2 separate regions of the Gossypium raimondii genome follow, and region 2 is linked to region 1. Evidence: chromatin contacts called from public Hi-C data. All regions are on one chromosome and are shown on one strand. Each heading gives the region's core, a stretch centred on a gene start, on an enhancer-like site or on the middle of the called end of the contact. The rest is flanking DNA. Distances are from core to core; before and after follow the strand shown.

The links. A called contact is a pair of places that touch in the nucleus more often than the background predicts.
Region 2: a contact with region 1 is called in a Hi-C map of leaf, with 2.9 times the contacts expected there. The contact joins the enhancer-like site here to the promoter of LOC105784560 in region 1. A contact is called at or near these places in 2 of 2 Hi-C or Micro-C datasets (both in leaf).

Annotation. Positions count from the first base shown.
Region 1 is chr1:16,212,772-16,215,425 of ASM2569854v1, forward strand. LOC105784560 (protein ALP1-like) reads right to left here and starts at 1,329. Exons shown (of 3, transcript XM_052632396.1): 1 at 1,098-1,329.
Region 2 is chr1:16,378,266-16,380,919 of ASM2569854v1, forward strand. No RefSeq gene overlaps it. Among protein-coding and RNA genes, the nearest start is that of LOC105784599, 19 kb to the right of the region's middle. Within about 2 kb of position 1,291, the one cell type or tissue checked has open chromatin away from gene starts, as enhancers often do. A contact at or near this core is called in leaf, where this site is marked.

The sequences.
Region 1 (2,654 bases), core at 79-2,578:
CAGGAGGTATGCCTCAATGGGATCAGTACTTTAGTTTTAACATCTATAAACTACTTTAAATCTAATTAGATCAAGAAACTGCATGCCATTGAACACAAAAGAAGGGCCAAGTAGAAAAAAAATCATCCATATTAAACTTAGCAAAGGTTTGCAAAACTCTATATGGCAAGCTTAATGAACTTAAAGTGATAAAGGAAACGCTATATTAAACTCAGAAAGTGTAGATAAAAGAAACGCAGGAATCCTGGGGTGGGGTTAGTCATAAACTAATTAGAGATCAAAACAAGGTTAAGCTTTGAACATAGCATCCTGGGACCATTCCATAAATATAGTCCATGAAGAGTTTAAGTGTAAACATAAATTTAAGTGTACACATACATGATGCACTTTCGCCTACTGAAATCTCTTTAGATAAAAGGTTGCATTTCTTAAAACCCAAAAAGCTTTTACATCCCATATATCAAATTGGATATGTTAAAAACAATGTTTAACACAAAATTAAGAAGAAAAGCATATAATCTTTATGAAATGCATCTAAACTACTTTGAAGCAAAGCCAGTTAAGAGAAATCAATACCGAACTTCTTTTTCTTTTCCAATCAAGAAATTTCATATACAAAGCATACCAAATTTACAGATCCTAATTTTTTTCCTTCCATATCCAAGAAAAAGGAACATTCAAAGTGAATATCAAATTTGCAAATTTGGGTTTGTCTTATTTCACCAAGATATCCAAAACAAAGCACAACCACAATAGGAAAAGTTCACATTTGTAGAACGACCAGACTTCTTTGAAGCTAAAGTAATCACTTTTAGCATGACAAAGACCTTTTATTCTTTTTTCATTTTGAACATTTTTTATAACATTTTCATGTTCATATTTGAAGTTTGAATGGATAAATACAAGCGATAACAGCAACAGAAAGCAAAAAGAGACAGCCCAAGAAGATGCATAAAGTATATCAAACCAAATAATTGGAAACAACCTTTGCTTTGCTAGTTTATATCCAAATATGAAAGGGGAAAAGAAAAGTTGAAAGAACTGAAATAACTTTAACTAAAAAAATCAGAGAAAAAAATGGAATCAAAGGCACTTACTGTAAATAATAACGTTCAACTAGAAGGAAGATGAAGATGAAGATGGCAAATGGATGCTTGATTTGTCGTCGATTAAGGAGCTAATTTCTAGGGTTCAGTTTGGGGATAAATTTTAAGAAAGAAATCTACAGAAGTGAGTGAAAACGATGAAGAACAGACACGTGCTATTTTGGTCCAAAAAGGGGAAAAATGTTATTACGGGTGGTTTGGAATAGCAATTTAGACAAACATGTCCGGAATGGTTATTACAAGACCGCACGAAATAGGGACGGAATAGAATAGTTGGCTGAATAGAAAACTTTGAACCAAACATGGAATAGGGACGGAATTACTGTACCGCACGGAATAGGGATGGAATGGATACCAATTCCATCGAACCAAACATGGTGTAAGTGTGTGGCATTGGAGAAAATATCATGGCACTGTCACAACACAGAAGAAGTTACTTGGGAGTTAGAAGAGGCTATGAGATCTTAGTATCCCTATATTTTCTCAAGTAAATTTCGAGGACGAAATTTCTTAAAGAATGAAGAATTGTAACGTTTTCAATTTTAGTAGTACTGGAAAATGTGATTTTGAAACCCCATTTTCGTAAACTGAGTTCGTAAATATAAAATAATAATTATAGAGTTAATATAAAAATATATTGAAAAATGGTCAAGTAATTTAGTTGATATAATAGCTAATTAAAACTCAGGGATAAATTGTAAAAGTCAATTGCTATTGAGTTTTAAGTAAAGAAAGACTTGAGGACTTAAATAGCAATTATCTAAAGGACCAAAATGGTTATTAAACCATTTTAAGTGAGACTTAATGAGTGATGATGACATTTTCATTAAGTTATAATAATTTGATTAACATAATTAAGCTCGATTAAGTTAAATTAAACTAGATTAATTAAATCTAATTAAAGTATAAATATAAGAGAAAGTGGGAAAAGATGACAACCATCGTCATCTTCCTCACTTCACCGTCCTTTTGAAGAAGAAAATACCTAGAATTTAGCTTTGGCATTTGACCATTAATAAGGTGAGAAAACCAAGCCCATGTACCAATTCGATTTAGCTAGCCCATGTACCAATTCGATTAGCTTTTGAAATATTAACATGTTTCCATTATTGATATATTGACGAATTAGGTTTGGAATTGATAGATATTTAGCTTAGATTATGAAAAAGGACTATTAGAAAGTCAGTTAAGCTTGTTTGTTACACTTGTAACATTAGGGATCACGTTGAATAAATGTAAAATCATCATAATATTTTTCTAGAAATAGAAACTATAGGGTCCCTAATGAAAGAATGTGAAATTGAATTTTAATCCGAAGCTAAGAATCGAAAGATATACTTATCTCAAGTTTAGAGACTAAATTGAATAAAATGTAAAATATGTGTGAAATAAAAAAGGATTATTTAGGATCATGTAACTCTTGACATTGTGTGATGATGTATGGTATTGATTTGGTATATAAAAATAATTGTATAAACCAAAGTGGAGTGTCGAAACCATTTTTAATTTTAAAAAAAGGGGATCGACTTTAAAAAAATAAAATGGGAG
Region 2 (2,654 bases), core at 41-2,540, 170 kb after region 1:
TGATCTCCGACAAAATCATTTACATCATTACAACATATCGTTAGTTGACTAATGTGAATTTAAAAGAGAAAACAATTCTTTTTCTATGTCATTTAAAAAGGTGAAATTGTGTTCATCAAAATAATTGTTTTCAAATTATGAGGTGTGTTGTAATGGTTGCTCACTTCATCTTTTAGTCATGTGGTTGGGGTTCAATCCCCACTTATGAAAATGAAGTAAATTTTATGGTCGACCATTTACCTCTTCGAAAAGCACCCACAACAAGAGGATCAGTCTCACTACCAACGATATATTCCTTGGTTATGACCAAAAAAATAATTGTTTTCCATTGGTTTTAAAAGTTTAGCTGAACATTATGACTTGAACTTTTTTTTACAATTCACGTTGGTTAATTAATATAATTTTCTAAGAGTGCGTTTAGATGAATAACTTTAATTTTTTGAGAATTTTAAAATGCTAACACTTTAGAATCCATTAATTCAAAATGCTAGTATTTGTAATTAATTTGTTTGGATAAATAATTGATTTAGGAAAAATTAGGTTGCTAAAATTTTACAAATTAAAAATTAATAATTATATTAAAATAAATAATATAAAAACATTCAATATGGATTTATATTTATAAAAATTATAAATATTTTTAATAAAATAATTCTAAAAAGTATTTATTAGAATTAAATAAAAATAATTTTGAAGTTTAAACTTTTTGTCTTATAATGAGATCATATGTATTAAATCAAATAAAATTATGAGGAATTTTGAAAAGACACCTCTTAAGTGAAATTTGAAAAATAAATTGAATTAATGAAATCTCTTGTTGAATTGGGAGTTTTGAAATTCTTCAATATATTTATTAAATAAGTAAATTTATTTTAAAATTTTAAAAACTTTAATAAAATAAAATATTTCACCCACACATACTCTAAAAGTTTTAATAATTTGAATTAAGATATACATCGTCAATAAAAAAGAACCGATCAAAATATGCTGAACTAAATCTTTAAATTTAGTATGGAGATGAAAATCACACTGTGATTTGAAAAAAAAAAAAGTAGAAAGTTGCGTGCCTTTTTACAAAAGAGGAAAGAAAAAGCCCAAGAAATAGGCTTGAGTGTTGGCCCAGTGTTCACAAACATCGATGCGAAGATGCCCTGCCCAGGGGCAGAACCAGCCAAGGGAAGTGATAATTGAGTGATTTATAATGAAAAAACCCCTTAGACAAAACGAGGCTTCTATTTTCTGAACCCCCTGTCCCCCTCCATCCCTACATCTTCCACTGCTTCTATGTTTCCTTTATACCACGCTTGTTCCCTTTACCCTTCTTTCGCTTTCCATTATCATGCCTTGGGTCCCCCATCATCATCATTATCTTCCATATTCTCTATTACATTCTCACACCCACATCTATATACATAAACAATTCCATGCTTTTTGTTCTGTAATAACCTTTGATTAAAGCTTTTGTTTATACCCTTCTGAAGGAAATAAAAAAGATGTTATCCCCATAATAATCTCAAATCCAATCATTTCTTTGCTATCTAAAGTCCATACATTTATGACTCATCTCAATCCTTCCCTTTTCAAAGGAATTAATCAAGCAAATCTTCTTTTTGTTTGGTATACACTTGAAATAAAAAAACTAATGCTTTTTTCAAATACGTAAAAAGAAAGGATTTTAATCATTCCTAATCGTAAAATGATACACAATTTTTATAAATTTATTGATAAAACGACAAATAACGTGTCAACCCATCGCATTGAGAAATAATGAACCAAAGTCCCCAACTGCCAATAAATCCCAAATTCCCTCTCTCTAGGACTCTTTCAAATTGAATCATTTAGGTGTTTGCAAAAGCAAAACTTTCCCTTCAGATCATATCCGGTACTTCATATGTTTTTAATTACGTTATAGTTGTGTTTAAATTTTGATGGATTAATATCTAGTTTTTCTTTGAATTTGTCTAAAAGTATTTAGATAGTACTTGAATTCGTATCTGAGTTTGTATGTCGTCATCTAGGTTAGTATTTCCATACTAACATGGTTTTTTATGTTGATGTGTTTTATAGTGGCACATGGAGTAAATTATATGTTAACCCCTAAAAAATTAACTTGTTAACAAATTGGGGACAATGTGTGTAACGTGATATAAATTTAAGTACTAATTAGATACTTTTAGATAAGTCAAGGAATAAACTACATATTAACTCAATTTTAATACTTTTATAATTTATGTTAGGTAAAATTTGAGATGTATTTTGAAAAATAAATTTTAAAATATTATATATTTTGTTTATGTCATGTAATAGTAGTGTATTTAGTTTTTTTTTTTTCTTTGGATTTTAGGTAGAGTCTTGACTTTTATAAATAAAGCCAAAAACTTTACCTTGCTTAAAGCTAAGTGGGTGGGTCCAAAATTATTGTTCAACATCAGATTTGGTTGATCTTATGTCAAAGACTAAAAAGGGGTGGTGGAGATTTAGGTAGGTGGCATAGATCACACAGGAGTCAACTTAAGAGATCTAACGTTTATGAGAGTGTATTGGGGTCTATGTACTTTAGCCACTTTTATGTTGTTGGTAAAAAAGTTCTTATAAAAAATATTATAAAATAATTATATTAAAATTAATTTAAGTTTTGATTGAAATGATAATAT